Linked DNA regions of Mus musculus: region 2 is linked to region 1. A link is a contact called in public promoter capture Hi-C data. All regions are on one chromosome and are shown on one strand. The core of a region is the stretch at or near the end of the contact, and the rest is flanking DNA. Distances in the headings are between cores, read along the strand shown.

Evidence for each region. Capture Hi-C pulls out chosen DNA fragments and counts their contacts.
Region 2: a contact with region 1 is called in a promoter capture Hi-C map of pancreatic islet. A contact is called at or near these places in 1 of 130 datasets of targeted methods (pancreatic cancer cells) and 1 of 9 other capture datasets (pancreatic islet).

What each region holds. Positions count from the first base shown.
Region 1 is chr19:32,291,286-32,295,160 of GRCm38.p6, forward strand. All of the region lies in intron 2 of Sgms1 (sphingomyelin synthase 1), which reads right to left. Among named protein-coding and RNA genes, the nearest start is that of Sgms1, 95 kb to the right of the region's middle.
Region 2 is chr19:32,597,143-32,601,017 of GRCm38.p6, forward strand. It overlaps a transcript of Papss2 not described here. Among named protein-coding and RNA genes, the nearest start is that of Papss2, 21 kb to the right of the region's middle.

The sequences.
Region 1 (3,875 bases), core at 471-2,970:
GCCTTATATGTCCTGACAGCTGCAGCATCCTGACTGCAACATTCTTTCCACACTATTATTCATTCATTGTCAGCATTCTTCATCGTTTGTTCACTGGTGAAGTAGTTAGGGCTAGTACACACCCTGCTCTTCTTATGACAGATCCCTATGTCGCTCCTGTACTTTATTTACTCTGGTACTCAGACTTGGCCAGTGGGGGCTCCTTCAAGCCGTCAACTATATATTTTTGCCATATTTATTTTTTTCTCACTTTTATTCCTTTACTTTCTCACAATAAAAATGTTCTGGCCTTACCCTGCATATGTCCTGTCTCTGTTCTGGATGAGGTAATTTGTCCAAAGGGTCCTGGGGACTTTTCGGGGAATAACAGAGAGCAAGATTCAGAATGACTGGTTTCCAGTCAGTCTGCTTCACGTCGCTGATCTTCATTCTAAATATGAGCCACATGGCCCTTTCTGTTATAAAGTAGATAATTTGAGCGGGCTCATTTCCATTGTGGCAGCTAAATTATTGGTAGATCTTACCAACTGTTAATCAAGGGTCTACATTGGATTAAGATGGATCCATTTCAACTACATCCGTACTGCAAGCAAGCAGCCTTCCTCTGTGGTACTGCCCTTACCCCCTTGTCATGCAGCCGACACAACCTGTTGGCAGCATGGCTAACATGCTCAAACTTCCAAACTCTTGGTATCACAGCACCCTGCTTTCTTTCCTCTTTCTGTTCACTACCCGAGGCAGCTGCTCCCTGATCCTAGAGATCTCCAACCCCAGCACTTCTCTTCCCATTACATAGCTGTGCAAATTCCAGTCTCCACAGCCCTGAGCTTACAGATCTCTTATCTCCTTGCTGAGGCCCTAGGCTCTCCCTGTGTTAGTCATGTCTATTTTGGCAGAAAATAGGCACAGGCCAAACCCCAGGACAGGACAGCAGGCTCTTCTCGTGAGTCACAGTCTTGACTCCCTGACGGCCATTGCTAGCGGCCTCATGGATGGAGAGCTGTACTTTCTATGGAAATGTAAGATCACCTCTAGCTGCCTCTCACCGTTTCCATGCCTTTGGCATGAGGTAAGGCTGCGCTGGGAATGGTGAAGGATCAAACTCATTCAGCACATTTTAATAAAGTCTGTAAGCATTCCAAAGAAAGTCACTTTCTGGCACCGGCTCAGCTGTGCACCTGTTCATTTGTTCTGAAAACCCTCAGTATCCAAATCGCTCTCGAGGAGTGAAGCGATTCCAGATGAGATGACAAAGAAAAGCCTCTCTTCGTTCTAGGAAGCAGACACTCATTGCATGGCCATCCACCTCTCTGACAGCTGTATTTCCATGACTCTTTCTTCAAGTCACAGAAGGAAGGTCTCCAGCCAAAGTCAACGAAGCTAGTTGCTAGGAAACATATTTCCTGTTTATGTGTGCATATTTTGGAGCGACTCAGTTTCTGATGTACTTTCACTTTTCTGTTTTTACTTCTAACCACACCTATCTACAAAGAATTTAGAAGTAATCAAGAAAAAAGGAAAGAAAAATTGCAAACCCAGACACAAAGTTAACTGGAAGAAAATCAGAAGAAAAAAATATTTTTGTCACATGCTATAAGGAAAGAGAACTTTGCAATAGTAGGAAAACAGAGAAGTTGTCTTTCCCTGCCTAGGACAGATCCAAACTAACTGTGCACACGCGCACATACACACACACACACAGAGACAGACAGACAGACAGAGAACGAACCACAGCAGTGGATACCTAGCACTACTGTCTCCGCAGGCTTTTCTCCAAGTGAGAACTCCTCACTGCAGCCAATCTATTCCCTGCTCGGGCAGCCTGGTTTTTCTTTGGTTTTGCTTCAAATGGCCCAGAACTTAAAAAGCAAGTGTGATGGAGAGGTGCTGGCCTGCCCATCTTCTAGGACCCCTCAGAACACCTTCTCACAGGTCGCCCTGAATCTCCAGTGGAATCCTGTTTTTCCATGAGTCAGCATGGATCAGCTTGCACACTGATTCTTCCGTGGGTTCCCACCTCCCAGGAACTGAACGGGAGTCCTGTGGGTTGATCATTTCCACACCAGCTCTTTCTTTCATCGTTCTCACTTCCGGCCCCATCTCCTGTGAAGAACATTTTGCCTCTCTAGCAGAGCATCCTTCTTTCTGCTTTTCCTCTTAGCCAACCCGCTGGAGCATGACAACCCTGGGAAATATTTTGTGATCTCTATCTGAAGCAGGCTTGGTGTTCTCTCAGCACATGGCCACCTTTAAAATAAATAAAGGCAGAGCTGTGGTGTTCACTTGCACTGTGCTAAGCATGGATGAACACTCTGTCTCCAGGAGTTCTTTCAAGTGGATGCTGTTACCCTTAGCTCATTTCACAAATGACCACACAGGCAAGGAGTTACAACAGAATCCCAGCATCACAGGCAGCAAGTGGCAGAGCCACAGAGCTTCGATGCATTTCACTAGCAATGTGAAATATACTTAGCTGAAAATTCAACATGATAATGAGAGATACGAGGAAACAACCCAGAGCATCAATGGTGACCTCAGGTCATCACTGAAAGGACAGGAAGTGTCAGCTCACTGGAATCCTTCATCAGTGGCCAATACCCATAAACTAGGTTCACATTAATTCTCAGAATATAGGCCAAGATGTGCTACCATGATAGCCTCTCTATGGAGCGCCCTTCTTTCTGCTTTTCCTCTTTGTAACCTGCTGGAGCATGACAACCCTGGGAGACACTTTGTGATCACTATCTAAGGCGGGCTTGGTGCTAGGAGAGATGAGCAATTTCTAAAACACAGAAATATATACATGAATCAAAGGAGAAAACAAGGCAGTGAAAATTGAAGATCTGAAATTCACACAGAAAATTTAATCTAGGAGAAAAACAGAAAACACACAACAAGGAAACCCCATTAATGTTTTAAGTATGCTCTGCTCTAAAAAGCTATAGACAGAATTTTTCAAACCCTCGGCCACAGGGAAAATGACAAAGCCCCCCAGTCCCCAGGCTGAAGTTTAGAGGGAGCCAAGGCCTTCTTCCAGTCCAGATGTGATGTTGATAAGTGTGTACAAAAAACATCCACTGTAGCTACCCCCCACCCCATATTTATGTCTAGTCATGCCCCTACCAAGATTAACTAAACCTGCCTCCTGGATCCAGGTGTAAGCCATAGCCCTGCTTCCTCACTCTCTGCATGTGGTAACACCTCCTCTGTGCTCTCCTGTGTGCAGTTACCTGGTCCACCCACTCAACCATACATAACAAACACACTGAGCATCCAGGATGCTACAGTTCCTCCCTCAGAGAGGCCAGGCCACAGGACCCCTGCTTTGCTGTGTGTGTATCCCTGGGTCTGCCTTTTCTTCATTCCCTTGCTGTTATAGTCACGTCCATCCCTCATCCCCAGGGCCATGCTGAATGCCGCACACAATAAAACTCCTGTGTTAATTACCAACAAGCTAACCTTCAACGTTGATATTTCAGCAGAATATGCAATTCTGCCTTATGGAAGTTTCGTAACAGAACACATAACCAACAGTTGAAAGCTTTAAACTACGGACCTCTCATTAGGAAAAGCCCAGCTTTGACAGTGCTATGAAAATCAAAATCTCCCTGATTCAAAGCACGAAGTCTTTCCAAGAGTAACACACATAAAATTCACAAAATCTGAAGTGAAGTAACACTTGCTTTGGGGGATTCAAGGACCAATTCAATATGTTAACCACAAGTTTTTCGGCAGTACCTATTTCCCAGCAAGTGCTTAATAAGTATTAGTTATTGGTACTGACAAATAATTGTAACCTCACTCTTGTCAACTTCAAGCTATTCTATCTCAGAGTCTATTAAAGACAAGAGCCAGGAAGGCAAACATAGCTTCAC
Region 2 (3,875 bases), core at 924-3,423, 310 kb after region 1:
GACTATCACCTGCATTCCGATTCCTTATGATCAAGTTCTGTGAGTGCTGTTTCCTGCTGGAACATCATCTTTTAATTTTAGTCCCACCTCCTCACTTGCATCAAGAACTTCCAGTTCCGTGAATTATCAGTCATCAAGTGGAGTCTCTCTCCTTCTCCTGCCTCCAGTTAGAAAGGGCCAGCAGAAGTACAGGGCTGAGGGCAGGGTCTTAAAGGTCCCTACTGGGAGGCTGCACCAACACCAGTGAGGAGTATGATCACCAGAGTTTGGATTTTGTGTTTACACACTTGGAAATTTTTAATTTTTTTTCTGTTATTGTTGTTGTTGCCTTCCTCCTCCTCTTCTTCCTCCTCTTCCTCTTCCTCCTCTTCTTCCTCCTCTTCTTCTTTCTCCTTTCTCCTCCCCCTCCCCCTTCCTTCTTTTTCTGGGGCAGTGATCAACTAATACCCTACAAAGCTAACCGAAAGCAGAACTTCCAAACATTTCCTTAGCCTAAAAATTATTTTCCAACAACCATCCCAAGCTCCCAAAGGGCTAAGGACTGGCTGTTAGTTCTCTAACAGAGTGGCTTTGGATGCATGCAACATCTCTCAGACTGTCAGTACTAACTCAAACTGGGCTTTGACACTTACAGAACAGAGCACACCTCACCACACATGTGGCCTCTGGACTCATCAGTTACTTAAGAAGTGTGTCTTAACCAACCTGTACACACACACACACACACACACACACACACACACACACACACACACCCCAGAGCTCCCAGAGACTAAACCACTAGCCAAAGAGTAAACATGGAGGGACCTATGGCTCCAGCTGCATATGTAGCAGAGGATGGCCTAGTCAGTCATCAATGGGAGGAGAGGCCCTTGGTCCTGTGAAGGCTCAATGCCCCAATGTAGGGGAATGCCAGAACCAGGAAGCAGGAGTGGGTTGGTTAGTGAGCACGGGGAGGGGAGATAGGATAGGGGGTTTTCAGGGGGGAAACCAGAAAAGGGATAACATTTTAAATGTAAATAAAGAAAATATCTAATTAAAAAAAGAAAGTGAGTCTTGCCCATCTCAGAAGGCAGCCTAGGTAAGGGCTTTCTTCACAGGCTTGAAGAGACTGACTGTTGCTATGTTGCTATGCTGCTCTCTGCCTGGTTAACTCACCTAGCAGTCACTGCTTCAGATGCTGTGGGCCCCCTTCTGTGCCCAGTGGTGGTGAGTGTGAAACCCAGGCTAGAAGACAGGGGCTGACGACCCAAATAGTGACTTAACAAATTGTTGTCAACAACAATTTTTTTCTCTCTCTCTCAAGGTTTTGCCTATTGACTGGGTGAATACAGCCTTTCACATCACACCATTCTAGGACCAGTAAATCATAAAGTCTAAATGAAAGACTGCACCAGAATGATTCATCAGCTCTAGCGGGGGAAAGAACGTTCTTTTAATAGAGAGAGGTAGCACACACTTCTGTTAGCCATCTTTGCCATGGAGACCAAAGAAACAGCTGCTGGTCACATCTCTCTTCAACCCCTGACTTCACTCTCGTCCTGGCTCACCTGCAGCCTCATCCCCTGTATACACAGATACCTAGAAAAAGAAAGGCAGGCTGTCTGAGAGGCCAGCAAAGAAGGGAAGGCCAAGTCAGGGCTTCTTTCCCTGCGCTATTTCCTGGGTTAGCATTTTGAAGACCCACAGATTATGTCCTGGTGTTCTGGAGACAGCCCAACTTAAAAGCTATGACTGAGATAGATCAATCATTTCTGAAGGATGAAGTAAGTCGGTGTTGGGGATGCGTGGGAGGGGTCCTGAAGCTCCGAAGGCTCCCTGTGGCTACAGCAATGTTCTACATTTTCATTAGTCCAAAAATTCTGCCCAGTGGTACTTCACTTTCTTGGAAGAAGTTGTCTTTTAAACCACTGCCTAAGTCAAGACATGAATTAGTGGATGTAGCATCTCTAATGGTGGGGGAAAGCCAGCCCATGCTAGAGCTGTGCACTCAAATGCAGGGCTTCCCTCTCTTAGCCCACCGCACCTTTCACCTTGGAAAGTAACTGAACCTCATCCAGGTGAAAGGAAGTGCTGGTCGAGCACAATTTAACTTCAGGTCCATTGAGCAGGTAAAACGAATTCTCACGCTCTTCTGCACCTGCCTCAGGAAGTATCCTTCTCGCTTACTGTCTTCTCATGTGTAAAATGGGATAAGCGTGACTTAATCATCGTTAACATTTGAGACTCCCTCTTATTGTGTAGTCCAGGCTGGTCTCAAGCTCACAGTCTTCTTGCCTCTGCTTCCTGAATACTGGAATTACAGGCTCAAGCCACCTCCGTGGTTGACTCTGATTTTTATTATGATTACACCGTACTGTTGTGTTTGGCATAAGTAAGAAGAAAGCATGGGTTCCCGGGGGGTGGGGGTGTGTGGAGTAAATGGCAATTGACAGAATGTTTAATAAGAGAAAACAAACACAGAATTGTGGAAGCGACAGTTTGAATATTCACCAGGAAAGCATGAGTAGAAGATATGGGTTAATAATTAGTACAAACACACTTCAGTATCCTGAATGGTGTAGTGCTGATATTTCTGCTAGCACTGTGGTGAACGCAGGCTGTCCCTGAGTAACCAAATATTGGTCTAACTTTCCTCCACCCTTCCTATGCCTTTGACTCTTTCCAGATGAACCTTAAAAATCAATGTTTTCCAGTTCATGCTATGATCCCCAGTAACAGGCCTTCACAAAGGTAGAGATATTTACCCTTCAGGTAACATCCTTAAGTACGAACCAGCTTTGTCTTTCATCACCTTCCTGCTAATATGCATGGCTCTATGGTTTTCTTCAGGAGTGATTAGGCTTAGCTCAGCCAGGGAACCTTCCGGGAATAAGATTCAGAGGAAGGAACCAGCAATATCAACTTTAGTCCTAAGAGACTTCTGTTTATTTCAAAATCTGCCACTAAATGGTGATGGGTATTCATTAGGCTTTGTGTTTGGAAATCTTGGGAGAACTCAGAAAATAAAGGAAAATTAAGCTCCAATCCGATGGCAGGTCAGCAGACTTTTACTGTGACACCGCGACAGCATATGTGCTCAGCACATGCAACACTGCCCAGCACAGAGCAAGTGCCTAAGACGTGTAAAATGAATGACTGAATTCAGAATTACAAGAACTCAAAAACGTGTGGTTTTAATAGATTCCATACTTGACACTTTTTGTTCTTATATGTGTGTTTGCTTATTTTTGATCAGGGATTTCTCATTACTGCCTCCTAAGAAATAGTTACAGCTATGTTGCGACTGAGTGGCCTTTTTCAGGAAGGACTCACTTTTGGGTCTGGTTGCACTCCTCGTCTGGCCTCATTAAGCCATAACCTCATTGGTTTTTATTTTTTTTTAAATACCACCCAAGTGGTATGAATTTGAGTTTAAACCTAAGACCCTCCTTGTGGATACACTGTTTAAAACAGTTCCATCCACCCTAACTCACCTTCATACACCACAGTTACTGTCCTCAGAGGGCTAGAAGGTGGGCTTGCTCTGGCCCACCTTAGTTTTCAGGACATAGCTACTAGAAGGCCTGGGTACCAAGAGAAAAAGGGTCTTGTGTGTGCCCTATGCTTTGATTTCCCTTCTACTAATGAGGCTGCTGCAATCAGTTCAAATATATTCCTGTCGGCACACATGCCCCATAAGGATAAATGTGCCCCCCCCCACTTGCTCTTTGAGGTCCCACTTTGTTCTAGATTTCAGCCTGGTATTTTCTTTCCATATCAAACATTTTAAGTGATTATCAGGGAAGGCCAAGACATCACTGCAGGAGACATGGGCCCCTTGTCTTTTCTCAATTCCTATTAGCACTAACATGCCAAGTCCTACCTGTATCTTA